Linked DNA regions of Hordeum vulgare: regions 1 and 3 are each linked to region 2. The links are chromatin contacts, called in public Hi-C and HiChIP or PLAC-seq maps. All regions are on one chromosome and are shown on one strand. The core of a region is the stretch at or near the end of the contact, and the rest is flanking DNA. Distances in the headings are between cores, read along the strand shown. Region 1 holds the start of LOC123406287 (very-long-chain 3-oxoacyl-CoA reductase 1). Region 2 holds the start of LOC123402361 (restin homolog). Region 3 holds the start of LOC123401882 (B3 domain-containing protein Os02g0598200-like).

The links. A called contact is a pair of places that touch in the nucleus more often than the background predicts. HiChIP or PLAC-seq counts read pairs in DNA pulled down with a chosen protein or histone mark.
Region 1: a Hi-C map of seedling shows a contact between it and region 2, with 3 times the contacts expected there. The contact joins the promoter of LOC123406287 here to the promoter of LOC123402361 in region 2. A contact is called at or near these places in 3 of 6 Hi-C or Micro-C datasets (leaf and seedling).
Region 3: a contact with region 2 is called in an H3K4me3 HiChIP or PLAC-seq map of embryo, with 8 times the contacts expected there. The contact joins the promoter of LOC123401882 here to the promoter of LOC123402361 in region 2. A contact is called at or near these places in 2 of 6 Hi-C or Micro-C datasets (leaf and seedling) and 1 of 1 datasets of contacts at active chromatin or transcription factors (embryo).

The regions. Positions count from the first base shown.
Region 1 is chr6H:334,629,044-334,632,691 of MorexV3_pseudomolecules_assembly, forward strand. LOC123406287 (very-long-chain 3-oxoacyl-CoA reductase 1) reads right to left here and starts at 2,363. Exons shown (of 3, transcript XM_045099777.1): 1 at 1,616-2,363; 2 at 1,092-1,161; 3 at 1-406. The coding sequence starts at 2,265. The coding sequence ends at 149.
Region 2 is chr6H:335,046,252-335,049,950 of MorexV3_pseudomolecules_assembly, forward strand. LOC123402361 (restin homolog) reads right to left here and starts at 1,505. Exons shown (of 8, transcript XM_045096282.1): 1 at 1,195-1,505; 2 at 890-1,081; 3 at 1-774. The coding sequence starts at 1,338.
Region 3 is chr6H:334,784,382-334,788,166 of MorexV3_pseudomolecules_assembly, forward strand. It overlaps LOC123401882 (B3 domain-containing protein Os02g0598200-like), which reads right to left and starts at 2,309. Exons shown (of 7, transcript XM_045095740.1): 1 at 2,077-2,309; 2 at 542-1,478; 3 at 1-364. The coding sequence starts at 1,465.

The DNA of each region.
Region 1 (3,648 bases), core at 1,113-3,612, 420 kb before region 2:
ATTTGTGCTTCATAACCGTGGTAGGAACAACAACAGTCTCAATCAAGTGTGATGCGAAGGTAATGATGTTGAAATGCCGACAACAGAGCTACAAATACTGATTCGTTACACATGACGAACAAACATGGCAGATCTCAACAATGAATCATCACTGCGCTTTCTTCTTGGCATCCTTAGCCTGCCCCTTCTTGCGGATTTTGATGCACATGCTGAGGCGCGTACTGTCCACCAGCGACTCTGGGAGAAGGGAGATCAAGAACCACAGAACAGAGTGTGGCCAGTACGGTGTGCACCTCGGCTCATAGCCAATGTGGCGAATAGCAGCACGAGCATAGGTGTCCGCGGATGGCACAAGGAAGGAAGACCTCCTGATTGATGCCATCTTTGTTGCCACGTACAAGGGCACCTGAATATATCACAGGAGTTAAGTTAAGAGGTCAGCAATTTGTATAAAAAAAATGAGAACAATATCCTGAAAACAGTAGACAGGGCAAAACTGTTCAAATGACTAGTTTTCGGTAGACTTTCAAGGATCCTCCAAGGAACTACAAATCTGAATTACATGCTAACATCATCATGATACTGATATTTAACTCATTTCTCATTGCATGCACAATCTATCAACACATCTCTTTGAGCAAGGACGGAACACTTAGGGACTGAATTCTCAAATGATCAACAAGCAGCGGCAAAAGGTAAGGTATAGCATGATATAAGATAGAAATACATGCTTCATTAGTTCAGTTGAAGATGGGACATGGTGATTTTTTTTGGCAAAGCCTTGTCTGTTATCTAGTCCGATCTATTGTAACACATAGCATATCCCCATCCGAACAAATTCAGAACCTGATTTTATTGCATTTGATTGATTACATATTAGGTGATGTGTTTTGTTGTTTCAAGTGAAATTACAGTTGTCCAGACATACAACTATGTGAAAGACAAGAGAAGCAAATTAGCTAAATTAGATAACCCAGCTACTTTCGTTTTATACAAACTATTATTCATTTGATCGAACCACGAAAGACCAGTAACTGAGTTAAAGAAAGCAGATAACAGAAAGATAAAGAGAACGAGAGACTAGTTGTTACCTGGCATTGTACATCGATGCCCTTACCCTTGTACTCAACATAGAGGCATCTTGAGAACTGGTCAACGTACCTGAAAAAAAAATACAAATTAGCATCGTCTCTGCTGTCAATCTAGTCATAAGTTGTGAATGGTGGTTCATTAAAACATTTTCGTAACCGATCTGGACATGGTCTGAAGACATACATCAAGCAAATTATCCTAACAGTTTGTTACACATCTAACTCCCAAGACTGGCACCAGAATCTGGCATGAGTATGACACGGGAGCTAACAAGTCACACCGAAAGTGCTTGTTCGATTTCCTAGAAAGCTCCTTCCGGATCCTAACAAACATCTAAAATTGCTAAATCAAGTAGAGGTAGGCAAGAAAGTAGTGCCCTCTGTTCGCAGGGTTGCTTCCGCTAACGAGCACGAACATTTAACAATTGGCATGGCATAGTATGCAGTACGCGCAGAGCAAATTAAGTACTGTAGTAATTTCAATCGAGAAGAAGAAGAAGAAGAAGAAGGTTAGTAGTACTCACGCTTTGGTGGCGGCGTAGACGGAGTAGAGTGGATCGGACGGCACGACAGAGGCAGCACCGGAGCCGATGTTGACGATTGCGCCACGCTTCCTGTCGACCATGCCCGGGAGCACGGCGTGGGTGACCCGCGTTACGCCCTCGACGTTGACCCGGATGAGGCTCCGCATGAGCTCCTCGTCCACCTCGTGGAAGTAGCGGGCGTACGGGTACGAGACCCCGGCGTTGTTGACGAGCACGCCGACGTCGAGGCCCCGGATGGAGTCCTTGAGCGCCTCCACCCCGGCGGCGAGCCCCTCGGAGGCGAAGTCGAGCACGAAGGTGCGGACCTCGGTCTTGGGGTACTTGGCCCTGATCTCCTGGGAGACGGCGGCGAGCTTGTCCGGGTTGCGGCCGACGAGCACGAGGCCGAGGCCGGAGGCGGCGAGGCGGAAGGCGATGGCGCGGCCGATGCCGTCGGTGGCGCCGGTGACGACGGCCCAGGGCCCGTAGCGGCGGCGCAGGTGCTTGCCGGGGCGGAGGAAGGCGGCGTAGACCCAGAGGGCGAGGCGAAGGGCGGCGCGGGCGGCGACGAGGAGGCCGACGGCCGCGAGGGCCAGCGCCCACGCCGGCTGCGCGCGGAGGAACTCGACGTGGGCGCACGTGCCGGCCATCGTGCTTGCTGGGTTTGGGGGTGAGTTGGCTCGATCCGCGGTAGGGAGCGGCGAGTTATAGCGTAGCGGGGCGGGGCGGGGCGGCTGGATCTTTGATGGGGTTGGTGGAGCCGGTGCACCAGTCTCGGCCATAAAAAGGACAGTTGCCCGTCGTGTCACTAGGATCGGACCCAGTTCTTCTTCTTCTTCTTTAGTTGGACTCAGACCCAGTTCTAACAAGTCCCATTTCGGTTTCAACAAAAAAAAAGTCCGATTTCAGTGTACTCTTGATTTTTACTGTTCTAACCCATGAGACAAAAGTAATGCACAAAATGGGTAAGAAACGCCAGTGAGGGTGGCGTTTCTACGAGATCTGTAACGCGAACTAGACTGACGTTTCTACGTGATCTGTAACGCGAACTAGACTGGCGTTTCTATGTACATCAGCAACGCCACGGGTTCTGGTGTTTCTAAAAGGGTCAGATCGTGAAATAGTTTCAGATCGAGTTTATTTTGTGCATTACTTTTGTCTCATGGGTCAGAACAGTGAAAAAAACCTCGTGTCACTAGGATCGGACCCAGTTCTTCTTCTTCTTCTTCTTCTTTAGTTGGACTCAGACCCAGTTCTAACAAGTCCCATTTCGGTTTCAACAAAAAAAGCCCGATTTCAGTGTACTCTTGATTTTTTTTTTGAAATTCAGTTCAGTTTACTTTCTGAAAATTGTTTAAAATCAACCAACTAAATTGTCTCCGTCATAAACCGCATCGAATGTGCGACACGTGTACCGAGTGCCTGCGCGTACACCCCTTCCCTCATTCTTATCCCCACCATGGCACCTACCTTATCCTCTCGTCCCATTCGTCTTCCTTAGATCACCGCCGATTGCATCCTCTCCCGCTGCAGGGAAGCTTCGCCATTGGCCCGAGTGCTGCGATGGAGCTTCAACGAGGTGGTTAGTGCAGCGACGGAGCACCGCCGCGCGACGGTAGCGCTGCAGTGAAACTTCATTGGAGGCTATCGGGGTGATGTGATGGAACTCGTCGCGCCGACTGCATGCTGTAGTGAAACATCTCCGACGGGTGTCGGCTACTGCGATGGAACTCGCCATGCCGGTTGCGTACTGCACTCAAAAAACGCCGGCGGTCGTTGTCTGCTGCGATGGAACTCGCCGTGCCTGCTGCGCGCTGCAGTGAAACATCGCTGGCGGTCTTCGGTTGTTGCGATGGAGCAGCGATGGAGCGCGGCCACGCCGACGACGGTGTTGTTGTGAAGCATCTCCTACGGCGTCGAGCGTTGGGATGCAGTGCCGACCACGTCGGTGTGGATGCTGCAGTGAAGAGTCATCGACGGTGGAGCATAGGTGTGTTGTGGTGAGAGGCTGCACCGACGGAGTGCTGCGGAGG
Region 2 (3,699 bases), core at 255-2,754:
CTTTAAGGAATCACGATGCTGCACCAACGACTTGCCCTTTGTGACAGCCATGGTGAGCTTCTCTTTAGTAGCTGATAATTTATGCTCCATCTGCTCAATTTCTGCCTTTGTTTTGCCTGCTTCAGCAATTGCTACCTCTCGAGCAGCTTTCGTTTTCTCAAGCTCTTCGGTAAGGATTTTGTTTTCTTCCATGGAAGTTTTCAACTTTTGTATGAAATTTGCTTCGTTTCTCTTGCTACTGACCAATTCCTCTGAAACATTACCGAAAAGAGTGGCGTGATCGCATTGACCCGTGGCCACAAAACCAGGCTTAACCTCTGCCAACACTTGCTCGAGTTGTTCAATGCCCAATAAAGCTTGCCTGTACCGCTCTGTTAGCAACGAAGTCTTCCTTTCAACAGCAGATATCCCGTCTTGATCAGCACCCTCAAAACTGAGGGCATCTTTCCCAACCACGGCATCGAGCGATGCAACCATTCGCCCAATTGTTAGTTCTGAAACTTGCCTCCACGAACCAAGGTATGCATCCACAACCTCTTTTGACACTTGAACCTCAGCAGCCCTGGCACGTAAGCTGTCAACCTCCTCCTCCCTGGAACGCACCATTGAATTCAGTTCAAGCACAAGTCTGGAGCAATCATCCAGCATCAAGTGCAGTGGTGCCCTCTCATCAGGATCATCTGCATGCAACGAACTTGACACTTCCCGCCCCACCAGCTCCTGTAGCATTCTCCGTAGCGTCGCTGCCTCCCGTGCACACACATCTCTCTCTTCCTGAACCAAGCCCAGTTCGCGTCATCTTATAGGCAGAGAATGGAGCTGGCAGGTCGCAATTCACGTGCAAAATAACACGAACTGAACTAGTGTGAAAAGCAAAAGGAAGCAATACCTTGTACTTGCGGCACTCGGCAGCGGCGCTAGACTCGTCCGGGAAGTCGATGACTGCGATGGATTCATCGAGCGAGCGAGCGGTTGCGAGGTCGTCAGGGGCATCCTCGAAGGTCTCGCCGCTGGTGGCATCGTCGGCGGGCATGCTGACGAAGATACCGGCGTCTGGGTCTGCCCCGGGGCTCCGCGCATCCTACACGGTGCAGAGGCAGGAGGTTCCGTAAGCCGTTCCGTTTGTTCGTGTGGACCCGGGTGTCAAAATGGAGGTGGCAGAGCGGTTGGAACTGGCTGCGGTGGTGATGATACCTGCGAGGGGAGCTCGACGAGGACGCCGTCGCTGCTGCCGCCCTCGTCGGAGTGTGCCCGGACGCGCGGCGGGGAGCGTCGGCGGGCGGAGGACGAGGAGGAAGAGGACTTGGGGGAGGAATCGGAGTCGGAGTGGTCGGCCATGGCGGCACCAGATCTGGGCCGGATCGGGCTGGTGGATCCGATCAAACCATCGCCGAGGAGGAGGGAGAAGGAATTGGGGGAGACGATGGCGCGTGGGCCCGATCGGGGGGTGCGCGGAGCAGAGCTGCGAAGGTTGCGGAAGGCCCCGAGCTGACAAGTGGGGTTCACGTGGCAGTGCGAGTAGGGCGGTGATTTGTCACATCCGGTGCCTCTTGGAGTAGGTAGGACCACGACGGCCCACCTGTCGGTCAAGGCTTCCGTGCGACGTTGGGGCACTTTGTTGATTCGTGAACACTCGTTGACCACTGTATGACGTTTCGGTAGGACACAAAACAGATAGCCACAGGGAGTCACCCGAGAGACCAGGCCGCGGTCAGCATAGCCGATAGTTAAGAGAAAAAAAACTCGAGAGGGGAGGGGCAGGTTTCTGTATTTTTATTTTTCTATTTTACGGTTAAAAACTTGTATTGTAGTATTACTCATGGTTCTTCTTAAAGTCCTCCTTGTAAGATCAATGACTTCTGGAGGGCCCCGCCCAACCAGACTATGGTTCACTAAGTGCGTGTTTGGTTTCTCTGCTCGCATCTGCATCGCACTGGGCATGCAAAATCTAACCTGTTTGGTGTCCTGTGGGCGTCCCCAGCCTGGCCCAGCTGATGCAAAAGCAAGCCCCTCAGCCAGGCTGAGAGGAACGCAGGAATCGAGCGTTCCTGCGATGCAGCCTCGCTCTTGCACCTGCGCTTCCACTTAACGCGAAACGGTACACAGAGAGAGACGGCACCGGCGGCCGCATCGCGCAGCGCGGAGGGAAGGAAGGAGGCATGGAGTACGCGGTGGTGGGGGCGGGGGCCGGGGGCTACTACTATTACCCGCCCGCGCAGCCGCAGCCGCAGACGCTCCGCCGCTGCCCGCGCCCGACCGCCCGCTGGGTCAAGCACTAGTACGCCCCCGCCCCCTCCCCGCCCCGCCCCTCTAATGTCCGTCTCTCAGATCGCCGCCGCGCCGGAACGACCGACCGACTGACTGTCGTTGTGTTGCAAGATCTCGCCTCCCCCGGCTCCAAGTGCGCCCTCTTCAAGTGGGTCACCCCCCCGGATCGATGCGACCGTGCCGCTGGACGTCCATGCTCATGCGCTCGCCAGCGCCTGGATGTGTGTGCTTGCAGGCGCTGCGTCGGAGAGGAAGACGCACCTGTGCTGGATCGGCCCGACCACCCGTGGTCGCGGCGGCGCCATGGGACGCTAGTGGTGCAGGAGTTCATCGATTTCTCATACAGACTTCCAAACACCATCTCACATTGTCCTGTCCAACATCATGCAAACAACCAAACATACATCTCTACCCGTTTTTGCATCAGGTTAACCTGGCTAGACTCAGTCGGGATGGTGGATACGATGCAGCGTGAGGCTATGCATTTAACCAAACACGCCCTAAGAGCATCTCTAAGAGCATACCCATATTTTGGGTAGTCAAAACCATTATGGATAGAGAAGAGAAGGTTTGGGTATCCAAAAAAAATTCTGCTTTTCAAGCTTACCCATATTTGGATACCCAAAAACTTGATAGCCCATTCTTTGTGCTTCTAGTTCTATTTGTGCAAATGCAACCGAATCACAAATACAATCAATTCAAACGTGCTAAATTAAAATTCCCAAATTGTCAAACAAATAGTGCATATTACAACACAATGTTCATCAAATCAAACACAAATGTTAAACGAAACCGAATTAGCAATTGAAATACGAACTCAAGTATCTTGTTCTCCATTCTACTTCCACCACTCCTCGATAAGATCTTCTTTTAGTTGTCGATGAGTATCTGCATCTCTAATTTCATGATGAACTTGAAGGAAGTGACTCACGCGGTCAGCACGTCTACGAGGATTCACCACCCGCCCCATAAAGTCGTAGTGGTGATCAAAATCTTGACCACGCTCGTTCTCGATGATCATATTGTGCAATATCACACAAGCCGTCATGATCCTCCCTAGGGTTTTTTGGTCCCAAAACCTAGCCGGTCCACGAACAATAGCAAATTGGGCTTGCAAAATCCCAAATGCCCTCTCCACATCCTTTCTAGCGGCTGCTTGAGCACTATGAAAACGAGATTGTTTCTTACCTTGAGGGTTAGGAATGGGCTTGACAAATGTTGCCCACTATGGATAAATCCCATCTGCAAGATAATATCCCTTCGTGTACTTGTGTCCATTCAACTCATACTCAATCTCTGGCGCTTCTCCATTGGCCAAGCTTGCAAACAATGGAGATCTGTTGAGCACATTGATGTCATTTAGTGATCCGGGCAAACCAAAATAGGCATGCCAAAACCATGTATCCTCATCTGCAACAGCCTCAAGTATGA
Region 3 (3,785 bases), core at 1,059-3,558, 260 kb before region 2:
CATCTATATCTCTAGAGCTCCCAACCGTATGGAATGGGACCAAATCGTTAGGTGCATGATCACTCTCTTTCTGTTTCTTCTCTTCACCTCGCCTTTCAAGACTGAAAGATACTCTTTCCCAAGAATTCACACCGAAGACCCGCACAGAAAACTTTGAACAGCCAGTGTACTCAAACACGAGCATTTCAGCCCACTTAATCGAATGGTCTGAAACAAAATTGTCCCACCCCTGGCAAAAAGCTAGGGAACCATCTACCTCTGATAACCTGACGATTGAAGACTTCCCCTCCGAGTCTTCAAGACATACATGACGATTAGTCAAGCCCACCATTTTGGGTGCCTCTGCCACATCTGGTGGTATCAACTGCACAGCAGCGCACACAACGATTAAGCACGAACATGATGGTACATGCAAAGAAGTGAGGAAATATAAAAGAGGGTAAAAAATATCATACTAATATGAAACAGAGCAAATGCACCTCAAATTCAGGATAACATAATGAAAACAGATGAAGAGCAAAATTGATAACATTATGCATACCAGGAATTCCATGAAATGTTTGTTTTGAATAACCTTGGAGAATGCAAATTTCACTTTTTTATCCTCTTTGAGACCACTTTGCACCCTCTGCCCAGTGTTGCCCCGAATTGTCTTCTTCCTGTCATAACTACCCGCCTTCTCATCCTTGTCACTGGTCCGCAGCTTCTTCGCCTTATGGGGCACCATGGTCGTCATCTTCCTCTTGTTTCCCCAGTTGCTGTTGTCCAGCATAGGCATTTTGGCCTCCTTGGAGATAACGAGCGTTGTGTTCTTCTTCTCCTCCCTGCTGTCACCGTTATGCACTGGGCGCAGTTTCGTATCTTTGTTCATTTCCTTCTTTTGCATCCCCTTGTACTTGTCATAAACAGACCTCCACATCTTACTGCTTCTGTTATCATTGTGGTGATCACAGCGATGCATCTTCTTCTCACCGCCCTGGCTGCTCGGCCTTTCCCAGCTCTTCTCCTTTAAAGGGAGATGGTCCTTGTTCTTGTTGAGCGAGAGCAGCTTGTCCCTCCTCTTATCCTTGTCACTGTCACCACTCCGCGTCTTCTCACGACCATGACTGCTCACATGTTTCTTCTTCTTCTTCTTATGGTCACCACTGTGATTGTGTATCCTCTTCTTCTCCTTGTACTTGGCCGCCTTCTCCATCTTGTAATCCTCATCGTGGTCGTCGCTGTCGCTCAGTTCGATGGGCTCTTCTATTCTCTTCCCCTTCCCCAGGCTTCCAGTGGATGCCTTCCTGATCTGAAACCTCTTGTCAAACATCTCCACCTCAACTTCCTCCTCCTCCTCCTTGCTCTGCATTTTGCACGTCTCAACCTCCTCCTCCTCCTTGCTCTGCATTTTGCACGTCTCACCCTCCTCCTCGTCGTCACGGCTCCTCGGCCGGTTCTGGCGTGCCAGGGCATCACGACTCATCCTCCTCCTTCTCCTGCCCAAACAATTCATAGCACAAAAAAGCCCCTTAAACATCTCGAACCTCAAAGAAACAACAAAAGGAGACATTACGATACTAACAGAAATCTCCTGGTGCTTTGCTAAAAAAAGAGGACTAAAGTACTTTGCAAATGCCCCTTGTGCCCGATTGAAAATGTTTGACATTTGACTTAAACAGCTTATAATCCTTCTCTAAACACAGATTTGAAATGAGCGGTGTGCCCCTCCTCATCCGATTGGATGCACCGAGCAGAACGAGGTCTCCCCTCTGTTCGCTGTCTCTCTGCCGGCGGGGAACCCCACGCCCTCGACGCCAAAAAGTAGGGCATTTGCGGGACGGAGCTCCGCGCCACCCCTGGTGCGAGACAGAGACGGAGCAGACGACAAGTAAGGGTGCCTGCTCCTTGAACACATCCAATTAAAAACCCAACACTAGAAGGAAAATCCACAAGAAATCTCTCCAGGAGAAGTAGTACTACTCCTTGTTTTGGCTCCAGGAACTCGAAGATCAAAGAAACCCCGGAGATTGACCTACCCCATGAAATGCCGAAGCGGCGAACAAATGCGCAAACGAACAAATCAAAAACCCTCACCTCCGTCCGAGCCACCTGAGTCCTTGGCCAAATCAAGAAAGCATCAGGCAAGTATCACGCTCTCCTCGCCAGTAAAATGCGCATGTCTGGCGAGCCACAGATGATCGCGCTGGAAAAGTGACGAGCTCGATTTTTCTTTTATTTTTTGGCTGGGTATTAAGAGCTCGACGCCTCGAATTCGCTGCTGCGGCTGCAGACTCCGCTGCTCCACCAGTTTCCCCCGAAGCGCAAAATAGAAGAGCCCCCACAACAGGAGAGATGGGTTTTTATCGGTGGGTGGACGCCGGGCCCGCCTGCCAGTGAGGGGAGGGTCTCTTGGTCTTCGCGCCTGAGGTTTCACGGTTCTTGGGACTGTTCTCACCGACCGCTCAGGCCTGTTTGATTAAGAAGTCGCACGACTTCTTTTAGTCCCAACTAAAAAGTTAAGATAAATATATTGTGAGTGCCTTAATTTATTCGATGCGGTCACCTTGGTTTTTAAAGTTGTAAAATACGTAAAATCGGTGTCGTAACTTGTCTCTCCGTTCAAATACAGTGCATCCTCGCGTATTAAGTCGTATGTAGCGCAAACGTGGCAAGTTAGAGTTTCGTGGCCCACATGTCAGTGGCTGGTGGCGCGTCGTGGTGATTTTCTTTTACGGTTCCTTAATCCCCTGTCTCTTCTATCTGAGTCGCACCGCTTCGTGCCCTCTCCTCTTCTCCCGATCATTGCAAGGCGGCGGCGAAGCTGGTGCGGCACGACAGGGCGACCGGCGGCAGCCGCGGCGATGGATGGCCCGCGTCGTCGACGTCCAGGCGAGGGACCTCCTTCCTACTGTTAGTACCTTCATTTCTCTGGTGTTCCTCCCTTTTCAGGCGTAATAGGGCTAGGGTTTTTTTGGGGGTTATCAAGGAGGGGACCTTTTATTTGAAAGGGGATGATCTTGGATATGTGGCAGTGATAGTTCTCTTATTTGTGCAGTACAATTTGATGGAATGTTCTGAGTTGAGATCCATCACAAAGGGTTTTTCTATGGAAGTGATAGCAACATGACCTACATGGATCATGAAATTGATTGGTTTGATGGTTGTGACACTGATAGTTGGTCAATTCTGTGGATTGACGATTTCCTTCTCCAATTGGGATATAATAGAGCAATCTCCAAGATTGATGTGTACTGGAGCAAACCTAGGAATTCTATGTGTGATGGCCTACAGTTGATTGTGTCTGATGCAGACATTGTCCTTATGATTGCTGCAACAATGGATCACAAAAACTTGCTCCTACTGGTAGATCATGCTGACACCCTAGAGTCAGTAAGCACTGATGATGTGTTGGGAGTGGGGATGCATGAGCTCCCAAGGGTTATTACTCCAGTTAAGTCGGCAAAGGGTAAAGAAAATGTACCCAGCTTTGACAAACCAGAAATTCCAAGACATATGAGATGTAACTACAAGAAAGCAAAAAGATTTATGTCATTTGGTGAAGGCATTAGCTCACATGTTACAAATCAGGAATTTGAGGAAGAAGATGGCAATTGTGACACTGATGATAGTGGTGCTCAAGATGCAAATGAGAGTAGTGAAGAACATGGAGATGATGCCAATGAAGAAGTTGAAACAGATGATGACTTTTATGAGAGTGATTATGAAGTAGCAGAAGGTGATGATGATTTGTTTGATAACAATGTAGACAAAGATGTTGATGATCATAGAGAGAAGGAGATTGT